2 separate regions of the Sus scrofa genome follow, and region 2 is linked to region 1. A link is a contact called in public HiChIP or PLAC-seq data. All regions are on one chromosome and are shown on one strand. The core of a region is the stretch at or near the end of the contact, and the rest is flanking DNA. Distances in the headings are between cores, read along the strand shown.

Region 1 (3,301 bases), core at 570-3,069:
TCGGGGCGAAGCGCAGTGGTAACAAGGCCTCGAGGCTGGACCCTTCCAGGTGTGTTGGAGGAACAGCCGGGAGGCCAGCAGTGTGGCAGGAGCTGGGAGAGCGAGGGGGGAGAATGGGAGAAGAGTTGGGAGAGGAGCTGGGGACCAGGCTGGGCAGGACATGGACGAACTGGTGAATTTGGCCGAAGCCCCAGGAGTCCCCATTGCTTCCAAAGCTGGGCGGGGCTGAGTCAAAGCAAGGAATCCTGCAGCCTTTCCTCCTGTCTTTGACTTCGTGGCGCCAAGGGATGGTTCTGAGCAGGGGAGGGAGGAGCTTGATTTGACTCAGGCTCCTTCTGGTTTCTTTGGAGAAAGAGAGGTGGGGAAGGGGGCATGTGGAGGACTTGAGAAATGTTGAGGAGGCTGGGACACTGGTCCAGGTGAAGACAAGGTGAGGGTGGACAGAACCAGGGTGTGGCCATGTGGGATGGGAGAAGTGGGTGAATTTTGTATATACTTGGAAGATGGATCTGACAGAATTTCCTGAACGACTGGATGTAGGGTGTGAAAACAAAGAGGAGCCAAGGATGACTGCAAGCTTTGTTGCCTGCACAGCTGAAAGGCCGGAGGCACCATTGACCAAGATGGGGATGGCTATGGGGTGACGAGGTTTGGGAGGAAGATCAGGAGCCCAACTCTGGGTACTTACACTTGAGACACCTATTATGTGTGAGTGTCATTTGTATTTATTTACTGTCGTGTCCCCCATACACTTGAGAACTTGGCGCACTTACCATGCTCAGCACCTTATCACCAGCATCCAAGAAGAGTTCCTGGAATACAACAGAGGCTCAATAAATGCTTTTTGAATGAGTGAAGTAAACACGTCCAAAAAATCCTCCACTTTCCCAGTCAGCCAGTATCCATTCGGAGCTACCATGTCCATTTTGTGAATTCTTCAAGAGTTTGTTTAATTGTCCTCCTTGTTCATAAAGCCAACTCTGCCAGTTTCCGTTGTGGCTCAGCAGGGCGTAAATCCAAATCCGACTGGTATCCATGAGGATGCAGGTTCCATCCCTGGTTTCTCTCAGAGGGTTAAGGATCGTGGGTTGCTATGGCTGTTGCATAAGCTGGCAGGTGTAGCTCTGATTTGATTCCTAGCTCAGGAACTTATATATGCCACAGGTGTTGCCCTGAAAAGCAAAGGCAAAAAATAAAAAAATAAATGAAGTCAATCCTGACTACTTCATTTCCATTCTAGTTCTGTTTGATTTTTCTTCATAGCACATATCCCCTTGGAATATATACATACGCTATGTACTTTTTTTCCCCCCGCATCTGTGGCATGTGGAAATTCCTGGGCAAGGGATGGAAAATGAGCCACAGCTGGGGCCGATGCCACAGCTGGGGCAACGCTGGATTCTTAACACGCTGCACCACAGCAGCAACTCCAATACACTGTTTCCTAAAATTGTGTTTTTTTCCTTTCACTAGACGGTTGTTTCATGAGGGCAGACAGTTTTGTCTATCTTATTTAGTGTTGATGCGTAAAACATGGTCTGGCACATAGTAGGCGCTTAATATTTGTTGAATTTCTGGCGCCGAAAGGGAATACACTCCACGCCAGAGCCCAATGGCCAGACCCGCCGGCCGAATCCTTCGCTCTCTGGGCCCGCCCACACGTAGAGGCCGCGCGCGCGCGCGCGCGCGCGAGGAGGCGAAGCTCGTCCACGAGCCGAAGGGCGGCGGGGAAGTGGACTCTGCGCAGGCTCAGAGCTTCCCGAGGCGGGGTCTTAGGGCCTTTCTCGTTAGGAAGCGCGCGCGCGCGCGCGCGGGAGGGCGGCGGCGGCGGCGGCGGCGGAGGCGCGGTGCGCAAGCGCAGCGGGCAGTGCGCAGGCGCTAGCGCAGGGCGGGCTGAAGCAGCTGAAGCAGCGGCGGCGGCGGCGGCGGCGGAGGCTCGGGCAGAGGGGCGGGAGCAGAGGCGGGAGCGGACGGGCTCGGGAGAGGCGGCGGAATGGTGGACTACCACGCGGCGAACCAGTCGTACCAGTACGGCCCCAGCAGCGGGAGCAATGGCGCCGGCGGCGGCGGTAGCATGGGCGACTACATGGCCCAGGAGGACGACTGGGACCGGGACCTGCTGCTGGACCCGGCCTGGGAGAAGCAGCAACGCAAGGTGCGCGGCCCGCGGGCCGGACGGGCTGGAGGGGGGCTTCCGAGGGAGGCTGGGCGCCGGGAAGGGGTTGGGAGTCCTGAGATGGGAGTGGAGGGTCTGTGATGAGAACCGGGCGTCGTGAGAAGGAATCGGTGGATCTGAGAAGGTGTTTGGGGTCCTGAAAAGGAGTTGCAGAACTTGAGCAAGGAATTGGGAGTCTGAAAAAATCATTGGCGGCCGAGGAGAGAATATGGAAATCTAAAACATGGAATCAGGGAGTCTGTGAAGGAATTAGGCGGGTCGAGGTGGGGAATTGGAGGAAACCAGCGAGATGATTGGAGACTCTAAAATGGAATTGGGTCTGAGGCGGGATCGAAGGCTCGGGTTGGATTGGGGTTGCTGAGAGAGGAACGGGGGGTCTGGAATTTGGGGGTCGGGGCAGTCTGAGGAGGAGCTCGAGTGTGCAGGGGGTTGTTTGGCTCGCAGAGTCCTCTGAAGAGGATAGGATTGTGGGAGCCCCAGGCTGGGGAACTTCTAAAGGGGGTGAGGATTCTGGAAGTCTGAAGATGGGGTTGGGGGGTACTCAGGAGGGGATTGTGGAGTGGGAAGGGTGGTGGAAGGACAGGGGAGATAAAAGCAGAGGGGCTAAGGAAAGAAGTGACTGTGAAAAGACCCGGGGCTTAGGATGTGGGGATGGGGAGGGTGGCGAATGAGGTCTGGAACGGGGGTCCGAAGGGACCTGTGAATGAGAAGTCTTGCAGGGGGTGAGATTTACTGGGGGTGCCCCGTTTTAAGGGGAAGAGGAGAAGACTGGACAAGAGAAGGCATGAAAGGAATTGATGAGGCTAAAGGCCTCATCGATGAGAGGCCCAAGGGAGATAGGGAGAGTATTTGGAGCGTTTTGAGGAGGGGAGCCGAAGAATTGCTGGAACGTCCACAAAGGCTCCGCCAAGGGTTGGCGGCGCCTGAGGCCAAGCAAGGTAGCCTGGAAAAGGTGAGGATGGAGGGAGGGAAGGGGCAGAATGGCGGAGAGTGGGAGGGAGGTTGGCGGGGTAATGAAAGTCTCATTAGGAAGGGAGTGTGTGATGGATAGACTGAGAGAGGAATTTGGGGGTGGGGGCGTCTGGAGATGCCGTCCCGGGACCGGAGAGTGTGTGTGTGTCCTGA
Region 2 (3,301 bases), core at 281-2,780, 47 kb after region 1:
AGGACTTCCGAGACGGGCTCAAGCTCATGCTTCTCCTGGAGGTCATTTCCGGTGAGGCTCCCCTCCCGTGGGGTCCAGCCCACCCCTGGACACTGCCTGCCCCGCTGTCCCCTTGCTGCTGGGGGAGAGTGAGGCCTTTCCTGGTGTGGGCATTGACTGGTTCTGGGGAGCAGTGGGTCCTAAAGCTTCTCTCCTTCTCTTGGCGTTGGGCCCACAGGGGAGCGGTTACCTAAGCCAGAGCGGGGCAAGATGAGGGTGCATAAGATCAACAATGTGAACAAGGCACTGGACTTCATCGCCAGCAAAGGAGTCAAGCTGGTCTCCATCGGGGCAGAAGGTGAGCTTGGCTGGGGCCCAACCTCTGCCTTCTGAACAGAGGTGGTGGTGGTGGTAGAGAGAGCACCAGGGGTGCTTAAAGCCCAGCTGTACCCAGCAGCCACCACGGTGACTGCCTTCGATGTGACCTGGGGCACAGGGAGGGGAATAGCCTCACCTCGGACCCTGGACACCCCCACTCGCCCTCCTGGTGCTGGGCCTGAGGGACATGTGGCTGACATCTCTCTGAGCCAGGAGTACGTTTGCCCCAAGGCCTTGCCCGTTGTGTGTGGGCAGGAAGGGGTCGGCGGGGGAAGGCCGCTGGAGGCCCTGTGTCAGGGCTCTGGGCAGGGAGTGTAAGTCCGAAGGCCAGTGACCAGACAGACGTTGCTGTTTGTCCTCACGGCCTGGGAGAGTGTGGCCTCCTGACTGATACTCGGGATCCTTCTGAGCCCCGTGCAGAGACCCAGGCCTGCGACCCTTCGTTCCAGTGGCAGGGTCTTGTCCTGAGCTCACAGGCGCCTTTGGAGACCAGGCGAGGCCGGATGGAGCCCAGCAGCTCGCCGTCAGCCTGGGCTCAGGCTTCTGCTCATTAGCTAGAGCAGGGTTTCCTTTGCCCTGACATCCATGTTGTCCCAGCTTTTAGAAAAACAAAGAAAACTAATTGCTGTTAATGACAGGGCTCTGAGAGTTTGGCCAGGACTCTGGGCCAGAACGCAGACCGCTCCAAGGCCCTGCCCCCGCGGGGCCCTCTCCAGGGAGGGGTGCCAAGCCCCGAATGCCACGGTCGAGGTGGTTGGTGTTTGTTTAAAAAAAAAAAAACCAAATTCAGTCGGGCCCCGAGATTTTCTGTCCTTGTGTGGATCTTTCCTCCTGGCTCCCCGCCAGCCTTCTGCTTCTCACAGCTGCATTTATTTTGCTCAAAATGCTAGCCTGTAAATACAGAAAGGGTTAGAAGAGAGACCCGTGGCAGTCATCAGTTTTCCTTTGGAGAAAGACCCAGTCTAAAAAGGTTCTCTGTTCACACCCAAGCTGCTTCACTCCCAGAACCTGGGGCGGTCAGGCCTTGGGGGGACAGCCGACTGGCAACGCCCCAAGGGACACCTGAGAGCCAGTCCCACCCCGCCCGTCTCTCTGTCCCTCCACGCCACCCAGACAGTCGCAGGAGCAGGGCTTCCTCGTGGGGGCTGTGGAGGGGACGGGAGTCAGAGGCACAGCTGCAGGGCCGAGAAGCAGCTGGTAGATGTGTCATGAGAGCGGCCGTCTTCCTTCTCTCACAGGGCTCTCTGAGCCCTCCGTGTCCAGCTTGCTCCTGGCACCGGCTGGGTAAGGGCGCTGTGGCTTCCTCTAGATTGCGCCCGGCCCCACCCTGGGGTGCCTGGCCCTCGGGGGGGACGCAGCATGGATTGCCTGAACGAATCACTGACCTCGCCTCGTGCTGGGAAGTGTTGGCCTGGTTTCTGGGTGTGGGCTTCTCCACCTGGGAAAGAGCCGGACAGACATTCTTCCCCTGCCTTGGGGCAGCTGGCTATGCATGCTTCCTCCTCATGCTGAAACCCTCAATCCGAAAGCTGCCATCGGCCCTCTGCCCGTGGCTTCACCATGGGGAGCTGCTTTGGTGGCTAAAAAGGCCCTGCCCTCTCCTGGCGCGCATGTCCTCAGGGGAGGTTGGGCCCCATCCGCTGGGGGACACTTGTACCTCCTTCCCGAATCAAGCCCACCTAGAGGAGTCCCCATTGTGACTCAGCAGTAACAAACCCAACTAGTATCCATGAGGACGCCAGGCTCGATCCCTGGCCTCGCTCAGTGGGTTAAGGATCCGGTGTTGCCGTGAGCTGTGGTGTCGGTCACATTCGCAGCTCAGATCCCACATTGCTGTGGCTGCGCTGGAGGCCGGCAGCTATAGCTCTGATTCGACCCCTACCCTGGGAACCTCCATATGTCCCAGGTGCTATCCTAAAAGTCAAAAAGAAAACCAAACAAAAAAAGCCCACTTAGCATTTTCCATTCTCCGGGCCAGTGAGCAAGGCCTCCTGAAGTGTCCTTCTGTTCTCCCCGCCCTCTCCCCTCCCGTGTGGGAGACGCTTGGGGGCGGGAGACCTTAGAGACTGCCAAAAGCTCTCCAGGCCATTGGGCTCCGGGGCCAGGCCATGGGCACGCAGTTCTCACCAGGCAGTCGGCACATGGTGCCTGGGTGCTACAGGGATGGTTTTTCTCTATGTTGCTGAAGCTGAGGAATGTGTGGTCCAAACCCTTTCTCTCAATGCCAGAAGTTTGGGAGAGTCGTTGGTTTTTAGTTAAGAAGGCATTTCACTCGGAGTTCTCTGGTTAAGTGTTCCATGTTGTCATGCTGTGGATTGGGTCATTGCTGTGGCACGGGTTCGATCCCTGGCCTGGGAAGTTTTGAATGCCACAGTTAATAGCCAAAAAATAAATTAATGAATAAATAAGAAGGCACGCGCTTAGCAGCTGGACCTTGTGTCCCTACTCTGCTTCCTGCCACACCGTGTCTTCTCAAGGCCCAGGGCCAGGTCCCAGGAATACAGTGGTGCTCAGAAGGCAGACAGTGAACGAGCCCACCAGCCAGCACCTAGCAGTGTGTGAGGGGACGAGCAGGGTGCTGGGGAGAGGGGGCCTGAGACGGTCAGGGAAGCCATTCTGGGAGGTGGCGTCTAAGCAGAGGCTTATAAGATGAGAAGAACCAGCCATCTAAGATGGGGGTCGAGGGGTGCCCTTTGCAGGGGGCAGAAGGTATGAGATCCTTAAAGCAAGAGAGGACACAGCTAGAGAATGCCGGGGAGGGAATGGGCCGGGTCACGCAGGGTAGGCCCTGTAAGCCGGACTGCAGAGTACAGGCTTGGTTTTAAGCGTCGTGGGGCTTTAAGCAGACGAGTGACACAAATCTGATGCACCTGTTAAAACAACCACCCTGGCTGCTGTGTGGGGTGGACCTCAGGGCAGGTGGAGGAGGCAGCACATCGAGATC

The links. HiChIP or PLAC-seq counts read pairs in DNA pulled down with a chosen protein or histone mark.
Region 2: a contact with region 1 is called in an H3K27ac HiChIP or PLAC-seq map of skeletal muscle. The contact joins the enhancer-like site here to the promoter of ACTN4 in region 1. A contact is called at or near these places in 21 of 47 Hi-C or Micro-C datasets (alveolar macrophages, brain, embryonic fibroblasts and 13 more) and 2 of 2 datasets of contacts at active chromatin or transcription factors (alveolar macrophages and skeletal muscle).

Annotation. Positions count from the first base shown.
Region 1 is chr6:47,492,015-47,495,315 of Sscrofa11.1, forward strand. It overlaps ACTN4 (alpha-actinin-4), which reads left to right and starts at 1,820. Exons shown (of 21, transcript XM_003355883.4): 1 at 1,820-2,155. The coding sequence starts at 1,994.
Region 2 is chr6:47,539,436-47,542,736 of Sscrofa11.1, forward strand. ACTN4 (alpha-actinin-4) reads left to right here. Exons shown (of 21, transcript XM_003355883.4): 2 at 1-51; 3 at 218-337. Among named protein-coding and RNA genes, the nearest start is that of CAPN12, 38 kb to the right of the region's middle. Within about 2 kb of position 1,531, at least 28 of the 83 cell types and tissues checked have an H3K27ac peak or open chromatin away from gene starts, as enhancers often do. A contact at or near this core is called in fetal liver, fetal skeletal muscle, liver and 4 more, where this site is marked.